2 separate regions of the Rattus norvegicus genome follow, and region 1 is linked to region 2. The links are chromatin contacts, called in public Hi-C maps. All regions are on one chromosome and are shown on one strand. The core of a region is the stretch at or near the end of the contact, and the rest is flanking DNA. Distances in the headings are between cores, read along the strand shown. Region 1 has its middle 23 kb from the start of Vdac1. Region 2 has its middle 17 kb from the start of Tcf7.

Evidence for each region. Hi-C and Micro-C count contacts between places; a contact is called where the count stands out from the background.
Region 1: a contact with region 2 is called in a Hi-C map of the A7r5 cell line, with 2.0 times the contacts expected there. The contact joins two enhancer-like sites. A contact is called at or near these places in 4 of 12 Hi-C or Micro-C datasets (the A7r5 cell line, Schwann cells, frontal cortex and 1 more).

What each region holds. Positions count from the first base shown.
Region 1 is chr10:37,007,304-37,012,652 of GRCr8, reverse strand. No RefSeq gene overlaps it. Among named protein-coding and RNA genes, the nearest start is that of Vdac1, 23 kb to the left of the region's middle. Within about 2 kb of position 3,517, at least 19 of the 93 cell types and tissues checked have an H3K27ac peak or open chromatin away from gene starts, as enhancers often do. A contact at or near this core is called in the A7r5 cell line, where this site is marked.
Region 2 is chr10:36,969,293-36,973,981 of GRCr8, reverse strand. No RefSeq gene overlaps it. Among named protein-coding and RNA genes, the nearest start is that of Tcf7, 17 kb to the right of the region's middle. Within about 2 kb of position 3,356, at least 6 of the 93 cell types and tissues checked have an H3K27ac peak or open chromatin away from gene starts, as enhancers often do. A contact at or near this core is called in the A7r5 cell line, where this site is marked.

The DNA of each region.
Region 1 (5,349 bases), core at 2,268-4,767, 39 kb before region 2:
AAAAAAAGAAGAAAAAGAAAAAAAAAAAAGAATTAAAGGCTGGAGAGATGGCTCAGTGGTTAAGAGCACTGGCTGCTCTTCCAGAGGTCCCGAGTTCAACTCCCAGCAACCACATGGTGACTCACAATCATGTGTAATGGGATCTGATGCCCTTTTGCCCTTTTCTGGTGTGTCTGAAGACAGCTACAGTGTACTTATATATAGTAAATAAATCTTCAAAAAAAAAAGAGAGAGAATTAGGAAAATGCTCAGAATATTGCCAATAGCTGGATCTTATGAAGGGAGTTTCTCAAGTGAGGTTCCTCTCCGCTCCTCTCCAATGACTGCAGCTTGGGTTAAGCTGACATAAAAAGACCAAGCCTGATAACATGAATTGATTAAAAACTGATTTTCATGAGTCGTCCTTTGACCTTAACATGCATTGGTGTGTGTATACATACACACATAAACACATGCAACAGTTTTTAAAATGATTATTGATTATCTGGGCTCAAGGATACAAGCCTTTGATCCCAGCAGTCTAGAGGCTGAGAAGATGACCAATTACAGGCTAGCCTGGGCTACAGAATAGTTTTATTTCTGGGTGAGTCTCTGTCTCTCTCTCTTACACACACACACACACACACACACACACACACACACACACACACACACACACTAAATCACAGGATATTGGGCTAAAAATTGTGCCATAAAATGAATTAATGAAGGCCGTGATGGAAAAATTGGGAATCAGTGAAACAGCACAGACAATGATGTAAGGGTCTATCATGGGCTCAGTGGGTTGTCTGCACGGTGCTCCATTCTGGTGGTCAGTGTTCACTGGTTTAAACGCCTCTGAGTCCTTAGCAATGAAGGGAGATTCCACACCAGGGAAGTGAAGCTCTTTGGAAGGCTCCCAACCATCCCACCCACCCTTCCTTCTGGATTTTCGAGAAACAGAAAGCCTACCTATGGTATCATAGTGACTCTGCAACCCTGCCTCATGTTGGAATCATCTGGAGAGAACTACCGAAGCTGGCCTTTGCCCCAAGACCATTTTGCCTTTGCATTTGGTGAAGCTCCCTCGGGCCAAGTCTATTGAAAGCGCCGTTGCTATTTGAATAATTGGCCACCAGGTGGCGCTAGAAGATGACCAAAGAGAAGAGACTCCTTCCTGGTGCCCAACAGTAAGAAAGGAGCAGGCACTAGCCTCTGGCCACTTGAGTGTGTGTGTGTGTGTGTGTGTGTGTGTGTGTGTGTGTGTGTGTGTTTGTTTGTTTAGCTTTTTAAGAATTTTATAATTACTCAAAGAGAGAGAGAGAGAGAGAGAGAGAGCGAGCACAGAGAACTCCTGTGGAAGGCAGAGGACTTTCTTTCTTTTTTTTTTTTAAACATTTTTTTTAAAGATTTATTCATTTATTTTATATATAAGTACACTGTAGCTGTCTTCAGACACACCAGAAGAGGGCATCAGATCTCTTTACAGATGGTTGTGAGCCACCATGTGGTTGCTGGGATTTGAACTCAGGACCTCTGGAAGAGCAGTCAGTGCTCTTAACCGCTGAGACGTCTCTCCAGCCCCCGGCAGAGGACTTTCTAAAGACAGTTTTCCCCTTTACATGGTTTCCGGGGATTGAACCAGGCTTGTGGGACATGCCCCTTTACCTACTGAAGCCTCCCGCTATCCTACTTGACTTTTTATGAGACGGTGTCTGGTGTGTTGCATGCTGACCTCCTGATTTGGAATTCCTGCTCCGACTGCCTCAGTCTCCCAAATTCTGGGATTACAGCTGGGCACCATCACCTTCCTCTGGCTCCACGTGCGATGTGTGTCTTGTTTGTTTGTTGTTGTAGTTTTGTTTTGAGTTTGTTTTGTTTTTTTGAAATAGTGTTCCTCTATGTAGTCCTAGCTGTCCTGGAACTCACTCTGTAGAGGAGGCTGGCCTTAAACTCACAGGGATGCGCCTGCCTCTCTCTCCCAAGTGGGTGGGCTGCAGAGCCCCCTCCACCCAAAGCTTCCCACAAACCTGTGTCGGCCAGTGTGAAAGCAAATGGTGCCAGCAGCTCTTCCAGGGGCAGGGGAACCTCCAAACAGGGCCCAGGTTGGGGTCTCCACCTTATCTTTTGGCCACCAATAAGATGTCTTCTCTGACAGCAGCACCCTGTGTTTACTATGACATCTCAAAAGTGAGAAATGGGGCCTTGGGAGGCTCCTGCATGCATTTCTTTAACTGGCCAAGGACTCGGCAGGGAGACCTGTGAGCCTCCCTACATAATGTGCAAAATAAGGAGTGTGTAGCTTGCTGGAACAGAGGAGCCATGGCTTTCACAATAAGGATCAAGGACACACACACACACACACACACACACACACACACACACACACGGCCAAAACACACTGGCTTGACCTGAGCATGAACACTGAGGTAGACTTATCCTTAATACTAGGGAGGCTGAGGCAGGAGGATCGCCATGAGTTCAAGGCCACCCTGGGCTCCACGGTAAGATCTATGTCAAAACAAAACAAGAAATGTCTGCAGATGCAGCTGTTGGTAGAGTGTTTGCCTAACACGCACAAAGCTCTGGGTTCAAACCCCAGTGCTGATTAACTGTGTGGTGGTACACGCCTGGGTCACCAGCACTTGGGAGGTGGAAACAGTAGGTTCAGACTGGAAAGCTCATCTTTGGCTACACAGTGAGATTCAGGCTAGTCCTGGTTACTTGAGACCTCTCCTTGAAAACCAAGTCCCTCAGAGGCTGGCTGCCATTCAGGCTGCTGCACCGGCAAGAAGGAAAAAGGTCAAAGCTAAAAGGTTCTAGACTATTCCTCATGGCTTCCAGGACCTGCACACCTCTGAGGAACAGCCACAGGCCTCAAGGGCATAGCCATAAAACCTGGGCCCCAGGTGCTGTGGGAGCCTCCTCTGAGTTGTGGAAAGAGGCAGGAAGTCCCCTCAGGCCTGACAGGGCTTTCCCGATGGCCTTGGGTCCCTGCAGCTCAGGGTCAGAGCTGAGCCTGGTAGCCTAGAAACGGAATTTCAGAGAAAGACAAGCTTTGTTCAATGTCACTGGGCAAAGGGTCTCTCAGTCTAGCCTAGGATCCCAGCCTGCTGCCTTCCTGTGTGCTCCTGAGCCCCATAGGGTTCCTCCACTCGGGTCAGAGCATCCAGTGTGTGTGGGGGAGTCATTCCCTGAGGATTAGAGCCCACCCAGGGTGACCTTGCCAAGCCATCCTCCTCTGGAGCTAGACACCACCACGGAGGCCACCACACAGCCCTCAGCCACCACTCTTGGAGTTCCTGAGGTGACCCATTTCCCTCTCTTTTCTGCAGCTTCAAAACAAACCAAAACACAGACCAACATCCTTTGTTTGTTTCGGGGATCAGAGCCCGGGGAAAGCGCTCTGTGGGTTTTCACTTGAAAACAAGGTTGTTTGAGTGGGGAGCAGAAACCAAAGGCAAAGGGGACAGAGTCCCCTGTGGCCACGTGCTTTCTGGATGAGTCAGGGCAGGGCGGGGGCGGGGGTGCACTCAGCAGCAATGCTGTCTGCTCACCACTCTGAGGGACTGCAGCCATGGCCGCTGCCACTCACCCTAGGTAACATTTCTTTGAGGATGACTAGGCCCAGACAGGGCCAGGCTTCCCATTCAATGGCTCCAGACTTCCTTACATGGGTAGGAATGGATTAGGTTGGATCAAGCCCCTGGTGCAAATTCATCTCCATCCCTTAGTTCACAGGCCCAGGCTAGGTGTCCTGCCCCAAGGGACAGACTGGGCCCATCTTGCACAGGCTGTCTCCAGGGCGTGCAGTCAGGTCCTGTCCATCCGGCCAGTTGGATATGAGCTTCCTGGTGAAATGGGAAGCTCTGAGACGCAGGCCTCCAGGAGAGTGTACATAGTAGAGCAGAGACTAGAGTACTTCTTGGGCTCCCATGGTGTCCACACAGTGTGGGTGTAGGAGACAGGCTGATGGGGACAGCCTTCATGGGCACCTGTGAGCAGCAGTTGGAAGGATGGTAACTGGCAGGTGGCCTTGAGAGTGATATTCCAAAGCCTGAACCAGAGTGGCTCCCAGCTGATTCCTGGCCTCGCCAGATGGTTTTAAATGCACAATTTTATTTGAGCTTCCCAGCTAGTTAAGCTAGAGAGGATGAGGCTGCTGGAGTTTAGAAAGGCAAAGCAACTTACTCAAGGACACACAGCAAGTCAGACTAAGACCAGCACAGCTTTGGACCACATCAGGGCCAGGAACTAACCCACTCGGAGCAGGATTCAACTCCCCAGTGGGAACAGACTACAGAGGACTCTCACCAACAGCTCCTTACTCTGGTGGCCCAGGATGGGGATGAATAGGCTTTTGTTAAAGGCTGCCATCTTTTTAGTTCTTAGGAACTGAGCAGAGCAGTAACTCCCATTCTCATCTGGTCCTCCCGGCACCCCCAAAGGGAGATATCTTCATTAGCCCATTTCAGAGATGATAAAGCTGAGGCAGCAGGGTCGGCAAGATGGCTCAGAGGATAAAGGCGATTGCTGCTCAGGCCTGGTGACTTGAGTTTGATTCCCCAAGATGCACATAAAAGCGGAAGGAGAGAACTGACTCCTCAGAGTTGTCCCCTGACCTCAACCTAGGTACCCATTGTTTGTGTGCTTCCTAACACACAATAATAACCTGTAAAATAAAATAAGAAGGCTAAAGCAGCAGATGGTGCCTTTCTAACAGCAAAGCAGGGGCTCTTCTGGATCCCACACAGTCTCTTCACTATACTGAAATGCCAGATTCTCCCCCCTTCCCTCCTGTGAGCCCGCTCTAGGGTCAATGTGAGTTGTATTGTAGAACCTAAGCTTCAAGGCTCACCCCCTCTTGCTGGCGTGACATCTGCACGGGGTCTCTGTTCCTTCCCACCCTCAAGCAGCTTGCTTGGCACAGGTGCATGCTAACGGCCCCACCAACGGCAGCCAGCATCCGGGTGTCTGCTCCCCACCGGTGGGAGACCTGAGCCATTTTTCTTGTCTGCATCCTCAGCTGCTGGGCCCACAGGAAAGCCCCAGGTGTCCTTGAACTCACAAAGCTAGCTGCCATCTTAGTTCCCACAATGCACACAGGGTCATCTGTCTTCCACAGACCAAAGTTCTGTGTGCACATGAGACGTGCACGGCTGCGTGCGTCTCTGTGTACACGCCGGTCTGTGCATTTGAATGTAGAGCTATGTGTGTGTGTGTACATGTGATCTGTGCAGGTTGGGTGTGCACCTCCCCACCCGTGTGCGTGGTTCCATGTGTGAACACTCCGTGTGTGAGTCTGTGTGTTTGTAGACGTAACTGGTACCCACACTGTGCACCCATCTCTGACCCTTCTGGACACCCAGC
Region 2 (4,689 bases), core at 2,107-4,606:
GAGCTGTGTGGGTGCTAGGAACGGAGCCTGGGTCCTCTGCAAGAGCAACCAGCGTTCTTAACTGCTAAGTCCTCTATTCGATGCCCCAAAATAGTTTTTAAAAGATTGACGCCAGGCCACAGGAGTGAGGATACTCGGGTTCTGATCATTGTTTGGGGTGGACTTCCTTTATGGGGTTCTAAAGAAGACTTTTGGTTGCTAGGGTCATAGTTTGGATGGGGTTCTATTTTGATTGACAGATTAACCATTTCTCTACTGTGCATTATCCTTCCCATAATGCATCTGACTTTTTTTTCTTTCTCTTTTCTTTCTTTTTCCTTCCCCCGGGGGGGGTATTATTTGAGACAGGGGTCTCACTATGTAGCCCTGGCCTCACTATGTAGGCCTTACTGTCCTGGAACTTACTGTGTAGACCAGGCTGGCCTTGAACTCACAGAGATCTGCCTGTCTTCGCCTCCTTCATGCTGGGACTAAAGGTGTGCACCACCACCACCCAGCTAATGCATCTGATTTTAATCACATGCACACTCAGTTCTGCATATGTGTAAGAGGATAATAGGGAATTCTCCCCTAAAAGTTTGCTTTGAGGAGAATTTGCACACACACTCAAAACCAACCTGTGGGTGAATAGAATCTGAGTCTGAAAATTGTTAAGACAGAGCTTGACTGAGGTGGAACAAGAGAGGCTCCAGTTTTTCTCTATCTTTCCTAGGGCAGCTTTATATAAAATTGTTACAGTTTTATTGCAAAGATTAAAAACAAATCCAGGAGCTGTGAGGATCAGAACTGTGAAATTTCTTCTTGCAAGGCAGCTCCTCCTATTGTCAGGCACTGGCCTTCACCAGACTGAGAATCCTAGAGAAATGTTAATTCTTCGAGGCCTATTGCTTCAATGGTCTGACAGCCAAAAGGAGGGAAGGACACAAGTCTCCCTCCTCCCTTCCTCCCCCTTGCTCACAATCCCTCCTGCTCCCTCTCTGCTCCTCTATCATCAGGGTCCCATGTAGCCCAGGCTGGCCTTGAACTCACTATACAACAAAAGACAACTTTGTACTTCCAGTCCTCGATAGAGGAATCAAGCCCAGGTCCTCTATAGAGCACTCAGTGCTCTTAACTCCTGAGCCATCTCTCCAGTCCCCAGAAAATACTCTTTATTCTGTTTTTGTTTGTTTCATGGTGTGTGTGTGTGTGTGTGTGTGTGTGTGTGTGTGTGTGTGTGAGAGAGAGAGAGAGAGAGAGAGAGAGAACAACCTTTGAGAGCCAATTCCTTCTACGCAGGTTCTCAGGCTCCATGGCAGGTGAGTTGTTTTCACCCCGAGCCATCTCATTGGCTTGAGAGGGAGATAGTCTAATGGGTATCACAGCCATCCTCCTGCCTTTGTTTCCCTGAGTGCTGGGATCACAGACATGAGCCAGCAGGCCTCACTGTTTGCTTTTGATAAGGGCTGGGGGTGAGGATAGTATATCAGCTCATGTAGACTGATCCCCATGTCTGGGCCCAACCTCCTGAAGGCTGAGACTGTTCCAGGCATTTGGGTCACAGAAATGTGTCACACAGTGGGGCACATGCCTGTAATGCATTTATTACATACACATTACATACACATACACATTACACATACATACACATTACATATGCACATGCATATGCATTTGCATATATATTACATATACATACACATTATACAATACACACATGTACATTACATATACATACACATACACACTACATACACATGCACATATACATATTACTACTAGGGCTTCAGAATGGGTCTCTGCCATAAGACCACAAACACATATTACCATTGGTCATGGTGGCAGGGACGAGGGCAGGGGACACAGCTCATGTTATCATTCACAGTCCTTAACCATCTGTAGACCTAACTCAGTACAGCTGGATGCTGACAACACAGGAAAGAATTTCAGGATAGCCAGTATGAGAGCAGGAGCTGATTACAATAGAAAGAGTCCTCCAAGAAAACAAAACAAGGGCTGGAGAGATGGCTTAGCGGTTAAGAGCTCCGACTGCTCTTCCAGAGGTCCTGAGTTCAAATCCCAGCAACCCCATGGTGGCTCACAGCCATCTGTAATGAGGTCTGGTGTGCCTGAAGACAGCTATAGTGTATTCGTATACATTAAATAAATAAATAAATCTTTAAAAAAAAAAAAGATTTAGCTCAGTGGTAGAGCGCTTACCTAGCAAGCGCAAGGCCCTGGGTTTGGTCCCAGCTTGGGGGGGGGGGGGGAGAAAACAAAACAAACAAAAAAGAAAACGCCCCCAAGGATGGGTGTGGGCTTCTCCTGGGAGTCACAAGGAGGTAACTCGGCATTAATAAATTAAATTAATTTGCCTTTTGTGTGGGTGTATGTGGGGGGGTTACATATTACGTCTCAAAGGATTGCTAAGAAATTTAGCTTTTTATTTTCTCCCTTCTCTCTTTTTGATTAAGTGAGATTGCAGGGTAGCTCTGGAGCCGGGAAGACAATCTGATAAAATAAAACCAGGAGCCAGTAGGGTTACACTAGGGGGTCAGTTCCTGTCTCTTTATGTTAAGGGTGTTCCTGGTCAGAGTCCTGGAAAACCAGATCCCAGCTGGGCAGGGAGAAGAGCCGCAAGCCAAGGCTGCTGTGCTAAGACATAAATAAATAAAGAAAAGAAAAGAAAAAGAAAAAGAAAAAGAAAAAGAAAAAGAAAAAAGAAAAAGAAAAAGAAAAAGAAAAAGAAAAAAATTAAAGACCCAGGATCCTTAATAACGAGAGGCTTCAACAGGACCCTGAGAGGCAGAACCCCTTTCTTCCCCGTGTTCCCAGACTTTTCCTTGTCTTTCAAGCTTGCTCACCATGACCAAGCCAGCTGGGAAAATTTTTAAATTATTAATTATTTTTTCACAATTTCATATATGCGTACAATGAACTTCCTGTATTTCTTTTGTTTACCTAACCTTCACACGGAGGCCCTCAGGGTGTACTAAGGGTGCCGGCTCAGCAGTGACCAGAGCCAGGTCTCCAGGAGACTCTTAGGTGCCCCCCAAGCCAGAGAGGCACCTCATTCTCCCAAGTCCTCTAGGGCAGGCACCCTTTCTTCCCCAACATTTGCATCCGATTTGCATGTGACCCAAAGGCTGGAAAATTCCCCCTGCCACTGGCTTTGCCCTCAAAACGACAGCACCGCGGAGTAGACAGGGCATCCTGCCCTTTATCTAGAAGCAGGCTCTGTGCAGCCTGGGACCCAGCCTCCTCCTACCTCGAGGTGGCAGCTGCGGCGAAGGTGGCAGCAGCAGTAGTCACAGGCAGAGCAAAACAAGATACTTTTATGCGTGACTCACACCAGAGGACCAGAAGCAAAACTACAGTATGAAAACCAGAGCTAGCTGAGTCCGGGGCGGGTGGGGAGGAAAGTGATGGGGAATCCCCTCCAACTCAAGCTACTTCACTCCCCGATGAAACACCCGAGCCATGGCCCGAGTGCTCTAGAACCTTCCAAGAATGTGCGGGCCTCCAGTCTTCTGTGATGGGCAGGCACTATATTTCTTCACGGCTACTTCCTGGCCTGGCCCTTTGAGTCTCTGAACCTAAGTCTTAGAAAGCACACCCAAACAGGGAACCAGGCAGCTGGAGATTCACGCCAAGGGTAGGGCCCGGATGGACAAGCTGCTAACTCCAGGCTCAAGGGCTGTACCACACTCCCGTTTTTCTCAGCCTGGTTTCCTCTTCCTAATCCATCCCGTGAGCAATCCCACATGCTTCCAATGAAGTCCTATTTTGCCCAGGACCACCAGAGCTGACATCTCCAGCCTTGAAGCAATAATTTCAGAAACACGCACCCCAGGGTGGCAGGCTGCCCCGAAGCTCTTGATGAAGGCTGTTTTTGGCTCCTGACACGCCCTTGGGTTTTCTGCCCTGACAGGCGTGGCTTCAAAAGCTACTCTAGCCAGCCTCCACCTTGACCCTGAGCACTTCCTCCCTCTGAGCCCCTTAGTCCCCTCACCTGTAAAAAGAAACTGTTAATTATGCTCGAACGGCTGAGGTAAAGCATACATGAGATAAGGAGAGACCTACTGTATGGGGGCGGGCCCAGCACACCTGGGTTCCCTTAGCTGTCGTATTTCTTCTCAATTATACGTATTTTCTGTGAACTCTGCCCTTGGCTTGTCCTGTCCCGTTGTTCTTACCTGGCTACTGGAAGCGAGAGGAGCGTGGTACACCATTGCTGTCCCGGAAGGCAGCGAATCACTGTCACCTCCTCTTCAAATTGAGAAACTAAGGCCCAGAGATGGGCTTCCAAACCAACTCCCTGGGTTCAAATCCCACCACCAGAATTTAGAAGCTGTGTGACTTTGGGCATAATTATCTGTTTCAGATCTGTTTCACATCAAGTCTGTTGATCTGAAAGAGACTCCTGCCTTAAGCTGATTTCGAAGAATGTGATCATGGCTTTGTGGCCATACAAGAAAAAATGTTTTAATTACATTAGTGTGGTGTGGTGTGGTGTGTTCTCTCTCTACCAGGGATCAAATCCAGGCCATCAGTTTTAGTACCAAGAATCTTTATCAGCTAAGTCATCTCGATGGGCCAAGAAATTATCTATATTCTTTTCTCTCTCTCTCTCTCTCTCCCTCTCTCTCTCTCTCTCTCTCTCTCTCACATTCTTTCTTTTAAGATTTATTTATTTTATATATGTGAGTG